Regions from separate parts of the Danio rerio genome. Here all the other regions are linked to region 2. A link is a contact called in public HiChIP or PLAC-seq and Micro-C data. All regions are on one chromosome and are shown on one strand. The core of a region is the stretch at or near the end of the contact, and the rest is flanking DNA. Distances in the headings are between cores, read along the strand shown.

Region 1 (4,621 bases), core at 832-3,331, 170 kb after region 2:
GAAAGCAAGTGAGCATCGAAACTCTGATTTTCATGGCGCACAGTGGAAATTTAAAGAGAGCAAACATTTCAATGCACTGGAAGAATTTTACAATTGAGATGGCACTTGAAATTGTTGGCTCCCAGATCTTGAATACTGAACAAGGGAGCTGATTGAGATGCACCATCATTGACTAAACAGCTGATGAATAAGGTGCATGAAAGGAACAACTGAGAATTTAATTCTACAACATTTCTGGAAGACATGTCCTATTCTCACAACAATAATAATGAGCACTCAGCAGCATTAAACAAACACTGATGTTTCAAAAGTGTAAGAGAGCAAAGTCTAGGTGACAACAGTTTTCTGTTATAGGCTTTTAAACATGGGACATATGATATTTTTAACTTAAGGAGTTTTTTTTTTTTAAGTAGGTTTTCTCAGCTTTTTTGATGGCCTATACACAATTTCATCATGAAAATAATCTTTATAAATGTACTTTCATCAGAACTGCCAGAAATAAAAGGCTGAAGCTATAAACAATCTACAAGTCAGAAAGTCTGAGTTGAAATACTTTTCAATTAGTCTAAAACTGTATAGTCGGTTGATGACAACTGCCTCTTTGAAGACACAAAACACTAAAGCCATAGCACTCCTAAAAAATGAAAATGTACTTACTATTTATCCAGCACCAGTGTGTTCCAAAATGACGTAAGTTTCTTTCATCTGTTGAACACAAACAATGTTTTGAAAAATGTTAGTAACAAGTTAATAGTTGTCATTGACTTAAAAAAATAATATTGAATTGTGATAATGTTTCTGAAAAATACAGTTCGTAATGCATAAATGCACCTTGGTGGGCAAAAAAGGACATCTTTTTTATATAATTAATTGAAATCTTTGACAAGTACATTTTCACCCACTTCAAATGTTATCACTCGATTGAATAACCAATATCAGCCGATGGATATGGGCCAGTAGGGGCTTTCGCCACCTACTAGTAGGCTCAGAAGGTTGTTATCCATCCACATGGTTAATTAGCTATACTAATAGAGAAAACTCCAGATCAATATTGCTTTTTTACATTACTGTGATGGTTGGGTTTTAGACATTAATAAAACACAATTAATGGAAAAATCAATAAATAATATAAATAATCCTCTATAACTTCCATCCGCAGCCGTATGTGATCTATAGCTGATTAACTATGTGGAAGATAACAACAGCCTTGAGCCTAGTAGGCGCAGACGGCCCCTACTGCCCCATATCTATCAGCTGATAACGCTCATTTAATCGAGTGATAACATTTGAATCAGCTGGTATTTTCTGAAAAGTTCACTATTTTAATCATTTACAAGAAGAGCAATTCAGATGATGTGCCATAAACACTTAAAGACTTTGTTACTCTACCTGTACAAATACAAAAGTGTGTGCTGTATTATAGGACATATAAAGCATTCTGCATAGTTTACTCAAATGTAACTGGACGTTTTGTAAAATAAATATTCTGTATTGTGATAATACAGAAAACTGGACTGAGAGCTTCAATTCACTTGAATTGCTATGTTGAGCTGCTTTGACACAATTTACATTGTAAAAGCGATCTAGAAATAAAGATTAATTGAATTGAATAAACTTTCTCTACTCTTGCAGAAAAAAGCATAGGCTACTGTATTTACTGCAAAAATGCATCATGATTTCCAGAAGATAGCAACTTACAAGAGATGACATCCCTTTCAGAATCTACATTCACGTCGGCAGCATGCGCAAACCAAACGGACCAAATATATAAACACATGAAGGATGCAACTATCACTGGATGTGGAGTAACGCTTGGGGGACCATGCTAAAGCGAACAAAAGGCTTCAGTGAATAGGCCTATATTCCCCCCTAAAAAAAGATCAATCACTTTTAAGACGTTTATTCAGTAATCAGGCGAACTCAAAATAAAACAAATCCCAATCATGTGAATCAGTCAGTTTCTTTAGCGCCTTAATCTCAACCATATGCTCAAACTTTTGCCCTCTGCTCTCTCTCGGCTACCGGGCACCGTTAGACACAATGACGCATAAACGGAGAGGCGCCCGTGGCTCCTCGCTCCCACCGAAACGGATACGCTGGAGTTTTACACGGTGATTAATCACACAAACAGACACGCTATGCTGAACGCGGCCCCCGATCACCTCCACAGCGGCCGCCGGGCCAAAGGAGGAGCCCCGGCCGACACAGAGGCCACTTTGTGCAGCGAACACAAGCGATTGTCGGTCGGGGCGACAGGGTCCAGTTGTGCACATGAAAGTGCACATTGTGCGGCTGTTTTGACAACCTCGTCGAGAGACGCGGATGATTTCCTGCTCGCCAGACTTTACTGCCTCTAAACGATTCTACAATCTGTCACAAAAGCCGTTCTCGTGGGACAGGGGGAAAAGAGTGGAGGCCGCGCGCCCTCTGTTGGAGGGACTCGAGTAGTGCAGGAAACACTCCGCTCTAAACGTAAAGTTTTTGAAAGCAAGATGTCATGTTTCAAACAGCTGTAATTAGTTACCATATACTAGTATAAAATATTGGCTTTAAATGTGTACAATTTATCTAGAATATAAATAATAGTTCACTTTAGCATAATTTTATAAACCTATTCCATAGAATTTAAATGTAGCCTACATTATAAAACGGGGGCTCAATCCTGCTCCTGAAGATATACCTTTCTGCAGAGTTCAGCTGCAACCTTGATCAAACACACCTGTCTTTAATTACCAAGTGCTCCTTTAGATCCTAATTAGTCGGTTTAGTTGTTTGATTTTTAAAACAAACCAAACCAGTGCGTCATACTTTTATTCTTTTTAAAAATATTTAGCGGTTTGGTTTGTCCAACATAATAACATAACACATAACATGACATAACAACATATAATTACTCACTTTCCTTTGACTTAATCCCTGCATTATCAGGGGTCAGCACAGCAGAATGAACCACCTATTATTTTAGGATGTTTTATGCAGCATATGGCCTTCCAGCCGCAAAATAGTTAGCCTACATATCATTTAAATATTGAAAACCTTTTATATATTTGATCCATTTTAACTCATATTTTTTTCAACGCAAATGCTAAAACCTTGATTGTTTATAAAGATTTTTAGATTAAATTAATGTGTAAAAAAAGTATTTACCGTCACTTTAATGTAATAATGTAGTTTAATGTAAAAAAAATTTAATTTCTTAAACATATTGTGCTTATATTTATGGCTTGAATTAGCTTAGAAAATTGTCATAATTCACATTCTGTACAAGTGATGTGAGAAATATGAAATTCTATTTACTATCCAAATGTTTTCATCATGATTCCAGATATCACACTGTAATAACTTACACCGCTGGTAACCCGTTGCCTCTAAGCCAAGAAAAGTTGACTTTACTTTAAAAAGTGGGTATAAACCCATTGTACCTTGGAACTGTTAAGGTGCATTTTTTTACGTAATTAAGTAAGGTCAAAATCGCTTTTAAAGTAACAGGTTTAGTCCCTAAGTAAAGTCAACCAATCGTTTTAAAACTTAAAGTCAACTAATCACTTTAAAACAACCTGGTTTACTTATTTAAGTCAACTAGTTGCTTTAAAAGTAATGGGTTTCTCACATTTTCAAGTAGTCAGCTAATCTCTTTTAAAGCAACAGGTTTATTCACTTGTTTAAGTCAACTAATAATAATAAAAAATAGGCTTATTTTAAGTAAATCAACTAATCACTTAAAAGCTACAAGTTTACTACCTTTTTTTAAAGTCAACTAATCATCTAAATCTAATCTAATCTAATCATTGTAAAAGCAATGGGTTTACTCTGTCTACTTTTATAGTTAGCTAATTGCTTTTAAAGTTAGCTAATCACTTTTAAAGGTAACCAATTGGTTTTAAAGTTAATTGCCTTTAAAGTTAGCTAATTGCTTTTAAGGCGATGGGTTTATTTCTTATTCTTCACCCTTTTTTCTTTTAAGTCACTAATCAGCAACAGATTTTTTAACTTGAAGTCAATTAATCGTTTTAAAAGCAACAGGTACTAACTTTTTAAGTAAAGTCAACTAATATCTTTTAAAGCAACAGGTTTGCTCACTTTAAGTAGTCAACTAATCGTTTTAAAACCCACAGGCTACTCACCTTTTAAGGTCTAATTATCATTTTAAATACATAGGTTTACTCATTTTAGTCAATTAATCGCTTTAAAAGCAACATTTTTCTTACTTTTTCATGTAAAGTTAACTCATTTATTTTAAAGCAACAGGTTTACACAGGTCACCAGGCATGAACTTAACCAGATAATTGACCTCCTTAGACTTCTTAACTTGCAACAGCACATTAGTTAACTAGATCAGCCAGATTAATCCCTTACTGGTTTTCCTGCTTGTCAGTCTTTTCAGCAAGGACAGTCGAAAACAAACCAGTTAAAGCATCAACCCTTTCTGTTTCCAAAGCCATGTCAGTATCTGCTGGGTGGCTTCACTTCAAAAGCACATCTGCAGAATCTCTCCACTGGCACTGCCACGTGCCAATGGAAAGGACCAGTAATTCTCAACAAATAAATAAAGCGCACAGACCACCACACACGAAGAGGGAGACACTGATGCTGGCACGGTGGCTTTTCTTTGAGGAACTGC
Region 2 (4,371 bases), core at 440-2,939:
TTTGTCTCAATAGATAAGATTTTGAGTCAAGGCCGCTTGACTTTGGAGTTGGTTTATAAGCTGGTTTCACTCACTCACTATCCTGATTTATCAGGGGTCAACACAATTAAATGAACCACCAACTACTCTGGCATATGTGTAATGCAGCGGATGGCATTCCAGCTGCAAAGCTGATTTCAAACACAGCTTAAAAAGCGTTAGAATTTAAATTATCTTATTTGAGTAAAGAAAGATTTTTACAAATAATCTTGGGACATTTTGAAGGCTTTTTTTAAACAGCTTGACTTGCAATTGTAAGAGTTTCTCTCACACTACAATTACAATACACAGTATGTGAGTGTGACTAAGTGAACTAGGTGAACTATAATGAGCAGCACTGCAAAAATAACAAGAAAAACCAGGTATTCTGCCCTTTTTATGGTTGCATCTTGTGACATCATGTACTTTCAACATGTGTCTTAGTTATGCAGAACTGTACCCGAATTTGTTTGCTGGCTAAAAACTGTTTGTGTGTGTATTTAAAATAAATGTGACAATCAAGTCACCACATTTTGTTAATATTTATGAGATTAACCAATGTAATTATGACTAATGTATCAGATGAATAAAAATTAAAAACATTTTATATATATTAAAAACAGCTTCAAAATTCCAAAAACTAAATGAGACAACTTCATTTAATTTAAAGGTGCAATAATAATCCAATATTTACCCATTTTTGAGCTATTGTGCTATAGCTTAAAAACTATTATGTAATTTAATTATATTAATATTATTTGAGCATTGTTTTGACTCATGTATAATTTCCAAAGGCCTGAAATCAGTCCACTAAACCAGAGCGTGGCGTCAAAACTCCATGGGTTCAAACACTGAGTAAACAAGAGCATGCTGCGTAACAGTATCTCCTCCTTCATACAGCTCTCTCGTTAGAAGTAAATCAACACTATCTACTGTAAAGTGTTTATATGGAGAGCTTACTGATAAGACGTTTTGAGTGAGCAGCAACACAAAACATACCTCGTTTCCGAATGTAAACAGACTGGCGCATTGCGTGATCGTCCAGTGTCCACGTGGCGGCAGAGTTGAGTCGGTGATGATATGCGGATCGGCCGTTACCTCACTGACCTGAACAATGAGGAGAGATGCTGCTGACTCGCTCTGATTCATTCACAGCACACTTCGTCGTGTTTTACTGTGCTTAACAGCTTTTATATTATGAGCAACACAAAAAAGTAAAAGCATCATACTGACATATTTCAACCATTAAGTTAAAATTCAATTAAAAATTACCCAGGCCTTCCTCAATACCTTATAAGCTCCATTATGCCAAAATATTACCATCTTGTAGTTCTTGTTTTATATTTTGGGGGAAAAAATAGTGATTGGACTGTTTAAAGCCTACTTTTATTGTTTTCTACGCAATCTCTTTTTGCATTTCTTTAAAAAAATTATAATAATATTAGGCCTATTATTATGCGAGCTTTGTAACATGGGGATGACTTAATATGTGTATGTGACATATTCCTTTATTACCAGCAAATTAAACAACTTGGACATCCCAATCTGATGCCCCTTCAAAAACAAAAATCACACATCAAATGCCACACAGATGCAAATACCTCACTTGCGCCCCGCCCACTGGGGGAGGGGTCAACATCTCCTAAACGCGAGCAGCTAGAATAATACTTCACAGCCCGAAACACAGAGGCGCAGAACAGTCTTCAGTCGCCGCGGTAGATGTGCGACTCCAAACGGGAGGCACAGTGACTGCGATAAAGAAGGGACAAGAAAAACAGGAAAAAACAAGAGGTAAGACGCTCAGGTCTTATAGAGTCACTTAAACTATAGCTGGTTTCATTCACGCGTAAGATTATTTACCTGTCTGTGACTGACCTGCATTTGAAAGAGTTTGTGTCTCGTGCTGGTCCAAAGTTTAAGTGAGTTAATGAGCGCTATCACAATAAACAATGTAAAGGACACTTCAAAGACATCTCTGACTTAGTCTTTTTTTTCTTTTGAGTCTACCGTACAACAAAGTAGCTAATATGTAGGCTATATTTTTGCATGTTATCACCAAATGTCTTTGTTAGAATAAAATATACTTTATAATTCTAAAATGATTAGCTATTTAACTAAACGGCAATTGCATTTTAATGCATATGTTTGCATTATTGTTATAGTCACCAATAGCAATCAGCTATTTGTATTTATTAATAAAATATATTATTATTATCATAATTATTACAGATCTGTGCAAGTTGTTATGTTTAAAAAGCTTTTTTAATGCTGTAATAAAAATTAAAAGTTTATCTTATCAAGTTAAAGAACAGTGTCACACTGTGAGACGGCAGGTAAAAAAAAAAAACAGTGAGAGTCATTAATAACAAAAGATGCTGTGCTTGCCTTTTTGCTGGAGGGAAGCTTTCATTTTGCAAGCTTATTCTAACACATCAGTTTGTGTCTTTCACAGGGAGAATGCCAGCTAAAACCATGAGCTCAGATCTGGAGTTTGACTCCTTGCAGCCGTGTTTCTACCCGGACGAGGATGACTTCTACTTCTGCAGACCAGACGCCGCACCGCCTGGTGAGGACATCTGGAAGAAATTCGAGCTGCTGCCCACTCCTCCTCTGTCCCCGAGCCGGGCAGCGCTTCCAGGGGACCCGGGGGAGCTGGGCGCGGTGGCTGGGGATTGCTCGCTGATGGGCTTTGGATTAACCGACCCGTTGGACTGGGCTTCCGAGCTTCTGCTTTTACCGGGAGACGACATTTGGGGGGCGTCGGACGGGGACCTCTTTGGCTCCGTTTTGGATACTACGGACAATTCCATCATCATTCAGGACTGCATGTGGAGCGGCTTCTCGGCGCGAGAGAAACTGGAGCGGGTTGTGAATGAGAAACTCGGCAAAGTCGTTCCTACTCCAACCTGTACTGAAGCCGGTAAAGACACGACAGTCAAAGCGCCCGAAGTGAGCCACTCTATACCGGAGTGTGTGGACCCTACCGTGGTTTTCCCTTATCCAGTCAACAAAAGAAACGGGAGCAGCAGCAGCCAAAGTGTGACACAACTGAGGAGCCAACAATTGCCTCAAGTCAGTGCAGGCGAGACTCCGAGCGACTCTGGTAAGAATCTCCTGACAATTAAAATCATTCACTAATGTCAACGCTTTTCTCATTCTGTATTTACAACTTGGTTTATAATAATCAAATAGATTTAATATCTTATCATAGTCCCTTGTTTTAATAGCCTGATGTTGATGATGATGCTAAACAGTTTGGCATTTTATAGTTTGGCCTAGTTTGTAAGTGGTCATTGGGGTAATTGTTGAAGATCATATGACAGACCCTGAATCGGATTAGTGTGTGACATTCCAGACTGTCGGTCACACACACGCGCCCGCGCGCGCACACACACACACACAGTAGTAGTAGTGGGCGGTGATGGGGAGTTTATGTAATACTTTGTCTGCATACCCAGTAGATGGCGGTAATATTTGATGTTGTCTATTATGCCTAGACATTTGACTGAATGGCTCTTGGTTGAAGATTTAAAGCAGAGAACAGCATCATTGAGCCATATTAGATCAGAAAACATGTCCTTATCTGTCCTCCATTAATCTGGCTTTAAGCATGGAAGCAGAATCTAATTTGGAGATTTATTAAATCACGGGATTAGGTTTATTTTGACACGCAAAGGTGTTTTGATTGTTATTTTTACTCTATCAAATATAAATTTCAGCTTCTAGTGGTGTAAAACCATGGGCTCAGATGTTTGGCGATGTGTGAGCGAGGGCAGATTGCATAAAAGCCAAACCCCTAAATTCTCAGCCCCCAATAAGTCGCTTCCCTTCGAAATGAGGTCTTGTTTCAAATGCAAATCCCAAACGACAATCACACGTGGGTGAGAGAATAAGGGCTGGCACTGGGCACCAGTATGTGATAAAAGAGGCATGCGCGTGCATCTTAGGAGAAAGGCAAACCCCCTCCTTTCCTGCCCAGTGGGCCGAGCTTGGCAAGCCAAGCATCTTCCAGAGAGGTGCAGTGAATGATAATCACAAGAAAAAAAAGACAAGGAAGGGGAAAAAAAGAGACGATGGGTCATCTCTCTTTACAGGGTGACGGCTTTGAACAAGCGGAGCCTTTCCTCCAGCTGTCTGCTTGGCGCCCCTCCAGGGCAGCAGCTTAAGACGCCATCAGATCAGTGTTACTCGGCAAAGCCCGCGAATAATTGGACCACGCGATTACAACACTAGTTTTCCCGCCAGTGCTGTTATCCCTTTTCGCGGCAAACCAGTGGAAAAGGGGAACGCGCTGACTGTCTGTGTTCTGCTGGAGACTAAAGTGCCCCGTTTGGTCTCTCCTTAATGCTGGCA
Region 3 (5,075 bases), core at 1,414-3,913, 130 kb after region 2:
TAGGCAGGTTGGGGTAATTAAGCAAGTTATTGTATAATGATGATTTGTTCTGTAGACTATCAAAAAAATATATAGCATGAAAGGGCTAATGAAATAAAATAAAATAGAAAGTATAAAAATATATATATATATATATATATATATATATATATATATATATATATATATATATATATATATATATATATATATATATAATAAATATAAAATAAAAAATAAAATAAACCAAAATATCACAAAATATAAAATAAAAATATTAAATATGAAATATAAAATAAAAAATAAAATAACAATATAAAATAAAATATCAAATGTAATATAATATCAAACAACAAATAAAGTAAAATATAAAATAAAAAATTAAATAAAATATAAAATACAGAAAAAATTAAAAAACACTGGTTTTCAGCCATTTTAAGCCAGATCTTTTTAAATTATGTACAAAATATATTGTTTTATATTTATTTTACACTATGATAAGCATATGTCAGGATAAGCATGATGTTTCATTTTAGAATTGTTTTATATATGTATTACTTATTTAATTCTACTCATAAATTTTGAAATTTTATTACAAAAAAAAAAGTTATTTACTAATTATTTAACTTGTGTGAAATTACTTAATATTGTCATCAATAAGATTTCCGCACTAAAAAGTATAACATAAATTTGTAACTTACATCTTCTTTTTACATTAATTTACATCATAAAACATCTATTTTAGAAAATCGCTCAGAAAAAAAATAAAGTAATACCGATACCATTTCAGTGCATGAGATTAAAGCCCAAATCAGGCTTCACGTGTGAGGTGACGACTTGAATCATGAAGCGCAATTGTAAAGCGCTTCCTCCACTTCCCCCTTTCCTCTTCCCAAGAGTGCAACAAAACATCATTGCAGAGGTCTTAATCCATTCCCTCAGGGGGCTGCTAATTAATTATTTGTTAATGACTTGAGGGAGTTCACAATGACACTCCAGTCGAGACGCTGAGATGTTTGCTGGGTGTAGAGGAAGGGAAGGGGGAGGTTTTTGGCAGACAGATTAACCAGGTTTTGGATTCACTGAACCAGGTGTTTTTTCGGGCCTCGACCAAGAGCTTTTTTGTGTGTGTGATTGCTTTACTAGTTTTTGGAGGCGTGTGACGGTCATTCTTGAAAATGGATCTGCGGCCTCCTAAAGAGTGAAGGTTCAACCTTTTCCTCTCTTGATCCCTGGTTTCTTTCCTGTTCCTCTAATAAAGGGCTGAAGTGTGCGGAGACGTGAAGGGTTTTTTTGGACACCCTGCTGGTTTATGGGCCACCCCTGCCAGACACTTTGACAGGTCAAAATGTTGCACACCAGGGTCAAGAGGAGAACAGGCCTCAGAACTGTGAGTGAATAACACGTGTTTTAAAGAATATAAAGGTTCAGTAGTGACTGACTCCCTCATTACAGAATAGTTGAACTAATGAATGACATTAAAACTTCTGTTATTGATGACATCGATTTTAATAAAACATATATGTCATGGTTTTTCAAAGCAATGTTTTTTTCAAATGCATGTAAAGGTTTATGTGTATTTGTGATCTGTTTTCTTATATTTATAATGTTTCTGACATGTTTTATTTTTTCTATAATTTTGTATAACCTCTGGACAACTGTGTTTCTGTTATTCTTGTATCTCGTATCTTGTGTAAAGAGCTTTGAAAAGTAAGTTTTAAAGGTGCTATATAAAATAAATGATTAGGGTTGTACTAGTTATTTGCTCAGCAGCCCAAACTATTCGACGTAGTCTTCAGAGGTCAGATTTGGTAGCAGTTATTGAAGTGCAGAGAACCGATTCAATGATGGACAATAGAGTCATCCACTAAAGGTGAAAGAAGTTCTGGTACAGTAATTGAATAATCAAATGTGATGTAAAATGTTAAATAACACTGCAGTCTTCATTGTTGATCAACTATAATTCCCAACTCAACATTGTGGATACTCATGATGTGAACTATTGCGAGTGCACACACTGCGATATCGATGCTGAAACGATATATTGTGCAGCCCCAGTTTATACAATATCTTTCATTAAAGTTATTATTTTTGGTGCTTTTTTATTGTAACTTTTGTAATTTTTAACAGCCTTTATTGGACATTTTTAATTATTTAATCCTCTCTTTTTGTTGTACATTAATTTTATGAATTTTACGCCAAGTTTTGATCATTTATTTAACTTTTTAAAATTAATTAGCTTTTATTTTTTATATTTTCAATTGTAGGTTAACTATAGGTATTTTAAACATTAATATCTATAGTTATTATTCTAATTCTTAATAATAGTATATTTTTTCAGTTTTAGTTTCATCATTTTTTTTAGAATCTTAGAACAAAAATTGATACATATTTATTTTATTTACTACAATATTAGTTTTACTTTAAGAATACAGCTGATTTTCAGCCAGTCTCCCAGTATGCAGAAAAGAGAATAGAGATACACTGAAGGCATTAATATCTGGGTTACATAATTCAACCTTCAAGCTGGGGGAGCAGTGTGACCTTGAAACAAAGCATGCAGACACACACACATATGTCTGTGCACAGATTCACCCTCCAGATCCCAGACCGCTGAAGCCCTGCAGACACTGAACAGACTGATTTATTCTGCTTGTAACAATGCAGGTCACTTGACCACACCTCTCTCTCTCTCATCTCAGATGATCATCATTCCTCTACAACTGAGCTCCTCCCTCTTTTTCTGTGACAGTATTTTACTCCTTATCATCACACTGTGCAACTGTTACTGTCCTTCAACAACATTACTAGACTGTGCATTTGTAATGTACAGTCTGGAGGCATATGATTACAATATATGATGCAGTACAGTACAGCAAAGCTAAATCATAAGACAATTCTCTGAGGTGTTTGATCAAAAGATGGACATAGGAGCTAGGTAATTTCTATAATGCTAAAATTCCAATGATCAAGTTAACTAAATGTTAACCTTATAACGATTTTTCTCACCCAAAGGAAAATGTCTTTACTGTAAAAAAAAAAAAAAGCTTGTAGAATTTAAAGCATGAATGATAATTTAATAGAAGCATTTATATATGGAACCAGATCAGTCTCAAAAATAAGACGTTTACAAAATAAAATTTCTACATGCACAGCTTAATTCACATTTACAAAATTCAATTTGTAAGTTCAAAACACAATTCAAATACACACAATTCCAAATCATAAATTTAAGACACGATTCATAAAAACAAAAATACGATTCGTAAATTCTAAACACAGTAAGTAAATACACAAATCCAAATTATAAGCTCAAAACACGATTCATAAATACACAAATCCAAATCATAAATTCAAAACATGATTCATAAAAACAAAAATCCAATTCGTAAATTCTAAACACAGTACGTAAATACACAAATCCAAATTATAAGCTCAAAACACGATTCATAAATACACAAATCCAAATCATAAATTCAAAACACGATTTATAAATACACAAATCCAAATCATAAATTCAAAACACGATTCATAAATACACAAATACAAATTTTAAATTCTAAACGCAGTACGTAAATACACAAATTCAATTTTAGAGCTCAAAATACGAATATATGAAAAAACACGAAATATATGGTGTGCAGCTTTTTGGATTTTGCAATTTGATATGCACAAAATGAGACTCGAAGTGCTTTTTGTGGGATGCTGGCTGTAACTGTAATTTTTCTGTTGAAAATGTACTCTTCTTTTTTTAAAAGAGAATATGATCAACCTTTGATCAAGCCCCTGGATTATGATCAAGCCCCGTCACATTGCAGTAAATTCCACTGCTAGTGTAGTCATAAGAAACTAAATAGCTTTTTGATCGACTACTACAAGCTGGGAAAACGTCAGATAAATATGCCAATGCAATTAACGATATTGTTGAATAGATCTAATATTAACACATTTGCTTGAGGAAGGAATGATGGGGTAGTTAAATTACTATTACTATTTTCCATAACATCTATGCCCTTCCATAACATTAGCTGATGCAAAACTAACAGAGAGCATTATAGCTATTTATTTACTAGCAATCTGTCAACGTTGGGATGTAAAAAACATGGGACAACAAATAGCTTCAAATGATAGAATAAATAGCAAACATTAGAAAATATAGACAAAAAAAAAGGTTTAGCCTATTCAAATCAATGGCCTATCCAGAAATTAAATAAAACTATAAAATCTATTTCACTTTTAATTGTATTTGCATATTGATTAAAGATACTATAGTTATTTAGTGAAGAACAGCAAATGAATCTCTCATTATGTTTTGTTTGATAGCAGAGGTGTAAAAGTAAAAATGCAGAGATCTATAATGAAGCATTCGACTACTTTAGTAACGGTTTGTGCTCATTTAAGACATAATTAGTAGTGTTTAAAATAAAACACGCAGGACGGAGCAAAAAAAGAAAAGAAAAAAATAAGCACTTTTCCGACGGTCCCTTACTGAGAGCTCCGCTCTGTGCGAGGTCTACTGGCTAAACGCAGATTGCGAGAGCTCAAACGGAGCAGTGCTCGTAATGTCGAGCGAAAAAAAAGAAAAAGACAGCTGTGAAACATAACCAGCTTTGTCTTTTTGTAGGAAACACACCTTAGATATTTTTAGGGTAAGAGGTTTTTAAGTTATTGCCGTCAATCGTACTGGTTTTGATTCACCGCAATGTAAATATAGCTGCAGCTATGTGACGTTGCGTGACCCACCTTTGTTTACTGTGCGACCCACTAGTGAGTCGCGACCCACAGTTTGAAAACCCCTGCATTAACGCATGCAATTAATTTGAAACATTTAACGCGTTAAAAAATCAAAGCAATTAACGCAGTTGCAGTTTTTTTTATTCCCTGTTGTGGCCGACATTTGTTCGACATGCAAAGAAATATGGATAAGATCATGGAAGCACTTTTTAAAGGCAAGTTTCAGTATAAAACAATCAATGTCACATTACCAGGCTATCCAGCGTTTTCTCCAGAGTTTTATGCAATTTTGCGTGTTTCATTTTTAACTTTCGACTTTTGTTTTAAAGGAATTTGATACCGCATGGTGAACGGAAAGAAAA

Evidence for each region. Hi-C and Micro-C count contacts between places; a contact is called where the count stands out from the background. HiChIP or PLAC-seq counts read pairs in DNA pulled down with a chosen protein or histone mark.
Region 1: a Micro-C map of caudal fin shows a contact between it and region 2, with 14 times the contacts expected there. The contact joins the enhancer-like site here to the promoter of mycn in region 2. A contact is called at or near these places in 4 of 18 Hi-C or Micro-C datasets (caudal fin, embryo and hematopoietic stem cells) and 3 of 4 datasets of contacts at active chromatin or transcription factors (caudal fin, embryo and gastrula embryo).
Region 3: an H3K4me3 HiChIP or PLAC-seq map of gastrula embryo shows a contact between it and region 2, with 5 times the contacts expected there. The contact joins the enhancer-like site here to the promoter of mycn in region 2. A contact is called at or near these places in 6 of 18 Hi-C or Micro-C datasets (caudal fin, embryo and an unstated tissue) and 3 of 4 datasets of contacts at active chromatin or transcription factors (caudal fin, embryo and gastrula embryo).

Annotation. Positions count from the first base shown.
Region 1 is chr20:36,328,045-36,332,665 of GRCz12tu, forward strand. No RefSeq gene overlaps it. Among named protein-coding and RNA genes, the nearest start is that of smek1, 25 kb to the right of the region's middle. Within about 2 kb of position 2,082, at least 37 of the 62 cell types and tissues checked have an H3K27ac peak or open chromatin away from gene starts, as enhancers often do. A contact at or near this core is called in caudal fin and gastrula embryo, where this site is marked.
Region 2 is chr20:36,159,866-36,164,236 of GRCz12tu, forward strand. mycn (MYCN proto-oncogene, bHLH transcription factor) reads left to right here and starts at 1,690. Exons shown (of 3, transcript NM_212614.2): 1 at 1,690-1,809; 2 at 2,471-3,121. The coding sequence starts at 2,476. LOC141379355 (a long non-coding RNA gene) reads right to left here. Exons shown (of 3, transcript XR_012395904.1): 2 at 1,018-1,125.
Region 3 is chr20:36,287,213-36,292,287 of GRCz12tu, forward strand. The region is part of intron 1 of LOC137488668 (a long non-coding RNA gene); the gene reads right to left. Among named protein-coding and RNA genes, the nearest start is that of smek1, 65 kb to the right of the region's middle. Within about 2 kb of position 2,664, at least 7 of the 62 cell types and tissues checked have an H3K27ac peak or open chromatin away from gene starts, as enhancers often do.